2 separate regions of the Danio rerio genome follow, and region 2 is linked to region 1. A link is a contact called in public HiCAR-type data. All regions are on one chromosome and are shown on one strand. Each heading gives the region's core, a stretch centred on a gene start, on an enhancer-like site or on the middle of the called end of the contact. The rest is flanking DNA. Distances are from core to core; before and after follow the strand shown.

The links. HiCAR-type assays count read pairs that join an accessible place to other places.
Region 2: a HiCAR-type map of caudal fin shows a contact between it and region 1, with 8 times the contacts expected there. The contact joins the promoter of ccdc85cb here to the enhancer-like site in region 1. A contact is called at or near these places in 6 of 18 Hi-C or Micro-C datasets (caudal fin, embryo and an unstated tissue) and 2 of 4 datasets of contacts at active chromatin or transcription factors (caudal fin and embryo).

The regions. Positions count from the first base shown.
Region 1 is chr20:5,307,477-5,311,785 of GRCz12tu, forward strand. It overlaps ccdc85cb (coiled-coil domain containing 85C, b), which reads right to left. Exons shown (of 7, transcript NM_001002628.1): 7 at 132-779. The coding sequence ends at 690. Among named protein-coding and RNA genes, the nearest start is that of cyp46a1.5, 25 kb to the left of the region's middle. Within about 2 kb of position 1,760, at least 3 of the 62 cell types and tissues checked have an H3K27ac peak or open chromatin away from gene starts, as enhancers often do.
Region 2 is chr20:5,378,689-5,382,997 of GRCz12tu, forward strand. It overlaps ccdc85cb (coiled-coil domain containing 85C, b), which reads right to left and starts at 1,817. Exons shown (of 7, transcript NM_001002628.1): 1 at 743-1,817. The coding sequence starts at 1,439.

The DNA of each region.
Region 1 (4,309 bases), core at 510-3,009:
ATACAAAAACTGAAAGACATAATTAGCATGTGTTGTGTCTCCGTTGCATTGTCTGTCAAGAAACCCCATTCTGTTGAGTTGTAAAAACAACCTCTAGAAAAAGTAAAAACACTTAAAAAGACAATATAATAAACTGATTTAAAACCTTTATACATATCTTACATCGTCTTATAGATTATTGTCTGCACAAACTGGATGCTATAACATCTGCTATTGCTCACTTTGCAAGTTTGATGGACTCAGCTTTTATGACGTTGACGTAATTAAAAAAAAAAGAGGTAAAAGAAAACAGAAGAGGCAAGGTTTACCAAACATGACTAGCTGCCAGACTTCTTGATCCTCAACCCGAATTATATCATCCTTTGTGGTTCTCCTCTGAGTCCACATATGGCCACATTGGTCCTGGATTGGTGCAAAGGCTCATCGAAGATGCACCATTATGGCCGAAACCATGATTCAATCCAAAACCATTATGTCAACAAAGAAAAGTATATAATTATTAGGTAATAATGTTAGGTTAATGTGATTATTGCTTTGAACGTTCACTGAAAGGAAAATCTGAAAACTGGTGTGCAGTGATCCAACGTCAATGGCACGATTGGCTCCAAATGATCTGACATGGAAGAAGGTGGAGCGTTTGTGTCGCCTAAGCATTTTGGTCCTGCATGGAGGATGAGGAGATGTTCTCGCTATAGAGGAGCTTTGAACTGATTACCAGAGAGTTGCTGTCGGAGGGACGGCTTTGTTCCTGTTGCGTCGCCCAGCTTTCTCCACACCACCTGGAAACAAATGGGAAAAAGCCACTAAACAGTTCAGCCATTTTACATGCTGTATGTCAGTCACATAGATATTTACATTTGATGCCACCTATGCTGTTGTTTTCTATTGGGGGGGGGGGGGGGGGCTGCTTGGGGTCTTAAGCTCCTAATGTATTGTCAAAAGCCCCTGATCTTTTGTAATATGTTGCACTAAAAACAAAACGGTTGTAAAACAATAATTTTGTTATCCAAGTACTTAAAATTACCACATACATTACGCACATTCAATTCAATGCAGCTTTTGTTTCGGGTATTTAAATAGTCAGCAGTTCAGTTCCTGTTTAGTCCCTGTTTCTACCGGCAGGTGGGAGTAGGACTGTTGTTACACAGCAACCGTTAAAAAAAATCCTGCCACTGCACTGTCATCATTCATTCCTTATTTTGAGGGGCTGAAGCTGATGAGGTAATAATACAGCTGTTTCACGAAACTGATTAGTTATAATTATTTTTTTTTATATAAAGTATCAATCAATACTTGTTTTTATCATTTAATATTTTAAATATTTGTTTTGCTTATTATTACATAATTTAATCGAAAAATATACAATTTTTAAGAGAAGGTTTGTCCCCAAACCCCATGCCTAAACCCACCATTCGAAAAAGTTTCTGTGTTTGGACAACAGTTCATCTTTTAAAACAAGCTCTGCATCTTTTAAACACAAAAAATAAAAACAAATAAGATTGCTGAGTATTTTAAATGACCATAACCCCAAAATACACTGCTATTTGTCAAGTGTGTTTAGCTAAATGCTACTTCGACCCACAGAAAACAAACGAAAGCCAGCACAAACATCCATTCATCCAAATCTCTCATGAAGGGTGTCCACAATGGTGTTGACGAGTCCAGGATTCTCCAGGTGAGTCACGTACAGAGGTGTTATTGTGCTCCAAGCTGGATTCTCTCGTTCCCACATTCCAGTGTGGGGCCCAACAAACAGATCAAACTATATCGGCTCACTCTATCAAGAGCTCAGATCTCTGTGTACCAACCTGTCCATTAACTGACCTCTCCATGAACTCCACCCAGTTGTTAACGCTTCAAGCTCTACAGAATGATCCAAAGAAATGAACTACATGGGCTCTATTCTAACGATCTGGGCGCAAAGTCTGAAGCGCAGGGCGCAAGAGCATTAGGGAGGTATCCAAATCCACTTTTGCTATTTTAAGACCAAGATCAGTGGCGCATGGTCTAACAGGGTTGAGCTTATTCTCTTAATGTGTTGTAGGTGTGTTTTGAGAGTAAACCAATCAGAGTCTCATCTCCCTTTCCTTTTAAGAGTCAGTTGCGTCGCGCCATGACACATTTGCTATTTACATGGCGGACTTTGTAAGTGGAAAAACTGAACAAGCAAACAGCATCTGAAGTGTGAGAATGAGCCTTTACTTTCACTTTCTCTCTTTTGTGGAACAGCACAAAACTGTTCTGGGGTGTGTCCATCATTGACCATCATTTTTTTGTATAAACCATTTCGATGTGGTGATGTCATTGGCCCATGACCATTTCCTGCTTGTTATTAAACTATTTCATAACTGCAAGAAGAGGCACGACACTTCAATCCTAGCTTGATGTTAAAGCAGCTATCATAACATTATTCATCAATATGTGGCTATTTGGATTCTCAGGAGCTATAGAAATTAAAAATGTCAAACAGGAAATATGTTGTTGGGACAATTGTTTTTGTTTACACCCCTTAAAAATGTTCAAAAAAATTATATTGTTTTACGTAAACACTCACTTAAAAATAATCCAATAGTAGTTTTAGTAAAATTAAGCACAAGTTTTCTAGATTAACTGAAATATATGTAAAAGGCACATATAGGGCCACTGTTTCCTTTACAAATATTATTGAGAATATTCCATATTCTATTCTAAAAAATAAAACTACTTAGCTAACAATCTCATATATAAATCATATAAATTGTTAATGGTTGTAATTTACAGTAAGATGTTTATTAGGAAAATTAATATTAATAATAATAATGATTATTATTATTGGGCGACACATGGTGCAGTGGGTAGTGCTGTCGCCTCACAGCAAGAAGGTTGCTGATTCGAGCCGTGGCTGGGTTAGTTGGGGTTTCTGTAAGGAGTTTGCATGTTCTCCTCACGTTCGCACAGGTTTCCTCTGGGTGCTCTGTATTTTACGCCATATTACTTTTGATCTACCTTGTTTGTGTTTTGTTGCTGAAACTTAAATTAAGTGTTACTTCTTGTTGTCAATTTTGCAATTGTCAATTGGAGTAACAATTGATGACCAACTAAACTTCTCTGACCACATTTCTAGAACTGCTCGATCATGCAGATTCGCACTCTATAACATCAGAAAAATCCGACCCTTCTTATCTGAACATGCAGCTCAACTCCTTGTTCAAGCTCTTGTTTTCCCTAAACTGGATTACTGCAACTCTCTACTAGCCGGGCTTCCAGCTAACTCTATCAAGCCTCTTCAGCTGCTCCAGAATGCAGCAGCACGAGTGGTCTTCAATGAACCTAAAAGAGCACATGTCACTCCGCTGCTCATCCGTTTGCACTGGCTGCCAGTTGCTGCTCGCATCAAATTCAAAGCTCTGATGTTTGTCTACAAAGCGACTTCTGGCTTTGCTCCTTCTTATCTGCTCTCACTTCTGCAGAGTCACTCGCTGTTTTCAAGAAACGACTAAAAACTCAACTATTTAGTCTCCACTTCACTTCCTAATCTGCAATTGCCTCTCTGGATATACCAATAACTGTACTCAAAAAAATAAAAAATAAAATAAAAAATACTAATGCTTTCCTTCTTAGACTTTACAGACCTGAAACTTGCCTATAGCACTTATTCATTGTTGCTCTTAGTTGTGTAAATTGCTTCCTTGTCCTCATTTGTAAGTCGCTTTGGATAAAAGCGTCTGCTAAATGACTAAATGTAAATGTAATCTATTTTAAATACAAAGGCACTTTTATAATGATTGATAAATGTATGTGCATTTTTATGAAGTCATGTTTTGTTATAACCATTTTTTCAGACTTTTGACATTGATGAATACTCCGATTTTGACCTCTGAATTGAGACTTTGAGAACTCTTGTAATAAGATCTACAACAACAGTTACTATAATGCTGTGTTCACACTAGACACTTTTCACGTGTAAATAGAACATTATGAGTTTACTTGCTTTATTTGCGTTGTTGGAGAAAAAAAATATTTTTATTTATTATTTTTGTTACCTTTTCTTTTCATTAAACAATTGTATTTGTATTCCTTAATGTTATATATATTAACCAAATTTCTTCTCAAGTGTGATATGCCTTGGATACTAATGAAGCATTTTTGCAGAAGTAGCAGATGGAAATGCAAAGGCCTGATTGTCTAAAATTCACTTGAGCTCTGCAGCAAAATGTCCTGTGAGCGGAGCAGAGATGAGTTGAAATTGAACACTGAATTTGCAGTTGAGAAGTCTTGTACTTTTGACATTGTGAAGAGAATTAGTAGAAAAAGAGGACGCATGTATGGG
Region 2 (4,309 bases), core at 567-3,066, 71 kb after region 1:
AATAGATTCAAAACATATTTTGAATAACATTACATTTTTAAAGTGAATTGTGTCAATGTTAAGACCCTCCCTGCTGAAAAATCCAGCTTAAACCAGCCTAGGCTGGTTGGCTGGTTTTAGCTGGTCAACCAGGCTGGTTTTAGAGGGGTTTTGGCCACTTCCAGGCTGGTTTCCAGCCATTTCCAGCCTGGTCTTAGTTGGTCAGCCTGGGAGATGACCAGCTAAAACCAGCTTGACCAGCCTAGCAGGCTGGGAGCCCAGCCAAAACCAGCTATGTTCAGCTTAAACCAGGCTGGTCAAGCTGGTTTTAGCTGGATTTAGCTGGTCCTTTTCCAGCCTGACCAGCTAAGACCATGCTAGAAATGGCTGGAAAACAACCTGGAAGTGGCCAAAACCCCTCTAAAACCAGCCTGGTCGACCAGCTAAAACCAGCCTAGGCTGGTTTAAGCTGGATTTTTTAGCAGGGTCAGATAACAAATTTCGAAAAAGCTGTATCTTAAACCATCGAGGGAAAGTTTATTCGGTTTTCAAATATTGTATAAATCACAATTTTCAAAATGTAAACCCTTATATGACTGGTTTTGTGGTCCACGGTCACATATCTGATAGAAGTTACTTTGAACAACTCCTGGGTGACACATAAACAGCCTCAGAGATAAAAGACATGCACTAAAAGCCATAGCAATACTGATATCAAAGGTTTTCAAAAATGGCGGCAGCAGAGATATGAATCTACACTCACCATTAAGTCCAGCGGGGATGCTCCTGTGATGATGCGGGGCCGACAGATCATCCATTGATCTTCTCACAGTGCCAATCTTCGCTTCTACAGTCTTGTGGATATGGTTATGATGATGATCTGGACTGCCAGCGCTTCCACCGCTGGATGTGCTGCTCCCATCGCCAACATCTCTTACAGTGCCCGATCCTCCGTTCAGGTTGCTCAGGCTGGACTGGCTGTCAATAGAACTCCTCGATCCAGCTCCATTCCTGTCCTCGTCCAACATGAGAATGATGTCTTTCAGCTCTGCGTTCTCCCGCAGAACGTTTTCCTGGTTGATCTCCAGCTCCTTGAGCTTCTGCTGATAGGTGCTCACCTCCTTCCATACGGAGCTCGCCGTGAACTTCCCAAACCTCTGCCATTCCCGAGACAGCTTCTTACCTTTCTGCCGGTCGTCGTCCAGAAAGCAGCAGAGTTCCCTGAGCTCCTGGTTGTCGTCTTGCAGTTTCTGGTTGATCTCCTTGAGATTGCGAATCTCGTGGAGGTGCACCTGCAGACTGCGGTTGACATCCTTCATCATGTTGCTATGCTCCAGCATCAGGCTCATCTTCTCACCATCAACCCTCCTCAGTCTCCTGATCAAGTCTTCTTTGCTCCACCTGACCAGTTCCTCGTCTGGGATCTTACTCAGGTCATCATTAGGACAGTGTTTGGCCATCATGGCTCTCGCTTACAGTCTCGGAGTATTAAAATACTCAATGTAAATGTGACAGTGTTGCTCTTCGCACCACGAAAACGCAATAAGACTCGTTTAAAAACAAAATACTCATGCGTTAGATTCTATATTTACACGTACAGGAGAAATTTAATAACAAATGTGTTCCCAAACCATTAACGTTACTTTTAATGGTGCCGCACTTACCGACAATTCTGGAATCATCCATGTATTTACATGTCCTAAAATATCCGCGAGATGTGTATCCACAACCATGGTTTAAAATGAAACGATGTTTTTTTCTTTCTCGAGGCAAACAAATAATATTTTAGATCATGTGTGATCTTACAGGTTTCAAGAGCTGCGTTTCAAAATATTCACAACCATAAACACCGCCTTCGTTCAAAAACACACACACTAACATCCGTGTTGTCAGTCATCGAAAGCCCCAAAACGATGTATAGGAGGATTTTTCCTGAGTGTTTGCCAGTGTCGGGTTCTGCTCTTTCCTTGGACTGGTGTGTGTGTGAATTGATCCGAGCGGCTCTGAGCAGGTTCAGAGATGAGAGGCAAAAGGCAGGACCTGCCCTCTTAAAGAGACAGTGTCCTCACTGTCCCGCGCCGGTGTAAAATGAAAAGATTAAATGAAAAGATTATAAATAAAAGATAAATAAAAGATTATATTGTCTTTTTCTAAAAAAAAATAAATAAAGAATTAAATACACAATAACAATTATTATTATTATCATTATTATTCACGCCGGTGTAAAATAAAAAGATTAAATAAAAAGATTATGAATAAAAGATAAATAAAATATTATATTGTCTTTTTCTAAACAAATACAGAATTAAATAAACAATAACGATTATTATTATTATTATTATTATTATTATTATTAATATTATTATTATTATTATTATTATTATTATTATTATTATTATTCACGCCGGTGTAAAATAAAAAGATTAAATAAAAAGATTATGAATAAAAGATAAATAAAAGATTATATTGTCTTTTTCTAAACAAATACAGAATTAAATAAACAATAACGATTATTATTATTATTATTATTATTATTATTATAATTATTATTATTATTATTCACGCCGGTGTAAAATAAAAAGATTAAATAAAAAGATTATGAATAAAAGATAAATAAAAGATTATATTGTCTTTTTCTAAACAAATACAGAATTAAATAAACAATAACGATTATTATTATTATTATTATTATTATTATTATTATTATTATTATTATTATTATTATTATTATTATCATAATTATTATTCACGCCGGTGTAAAATAAAAAGATTAAATAAAAAGATTATGAATAAAAGATAAATAAAAGATTATATTGTCTTTTTCTAAACAAATACAGAATTAAATAAACAATAACGATTATTATTATTATTATTATTATTATTATTATTATTATTATTATTATTATTATTATTATTATTATTATTATTATTATTATTATCATAATTATTATTCACGCCGGTGTAAAATAAAAAGATTAAATAAAAAGATTATGAATAAAAGATAAATAAAAGATTATATTGTCTTTTTCTAAACAAATACAGAATTAAATAAACAATAACGATTATTATTATTATTATTATTATTATTATTATTATCATTATTATTCACGCCGGTGTAAAATAAAAAGATTAAATAAAAAGATTATGAATAAAAGATAAATAAAAGATTATATTGTCTTTTTCTAAACAAATACAGAATTAAATAAACAATAACGATTATTATTATTATTATTATTAATATTATTACTGTTGTTGTTGTTGATGTTTTTTATTTACTTTTTCCATATGTTGTATTTTTTTAGTCAGAATTGTATTTATCTATCAATTTGAATAAAACTGTGATAATAATAATTATTTTGATCATTATTACTGTTTCCATTATTATTATAGGCTGTCTATTTATATTTCCAAACAGAAGGAAAAACAAAAAAACAAAAGTCATTTTTATTCACATTAGCTATTAACTAACATGTTTAGGAGTTTTCATTGTTTTGATCTGGTCACATGCTTCCACTATTTCACAAAACATGTTTTCCTATTTTGCTCTATTTTTATACAGATTGTAAAATATGTTAGGCTAAATATATAGTTCTTTTTTTTTTTTTTTGCATTTTGCTATGTTTGCAAAGACATCAATAAACGACTTGAGAATATGTAGTTTCAAATTGAAAGTCACACAAATTCAGCGAGACCTTAATATGGTTTTATTTTGTTTTAATTTTATTGTTAAATCTCAATTGTTAAAAGCTAGAAATGGGAATTCTTTTTTTATTACCATTTTATCTTTATATATATAAATTTTATATATATATATATATATATATATATATATATATATATATATATATATATATATATATATATAGATGAATTCAGAATTATTAGCCCCCCTGAATTATTAAACCTCGTTTATTTTTCCCCAATTTCTGTTTATCATAGAGATTTTCTTAACACAATTCTAAACATAATAGTTTCAATAACTCATTTCTAATAACTGATTTATTTTATCTTTGCCATGATGACAGTAAATAATATTTGACTAAATATTTTTTCAAGACACTTCTATACAGCTTAAGGTGACATTTAAAGGCTTAACTAGGTTAATTAGGTTAACTAGGCAGGTTAGGGTTATTAGACAAGTTATTGAATAATGATGGTTTGTTCTGTAGACTATTGAAAAAAATTGCTTAAAGTGGCTAATAATTCTGACTTCAAATGTTTGTGTGTGTGCATTTTGTTAATGCATAGCAAGAACAATAGCATACAAAAAAAAAATAATTAAACAGTGCTTACACTTTTTTCACATCAAAGAAACAAACCAATAAAGGAT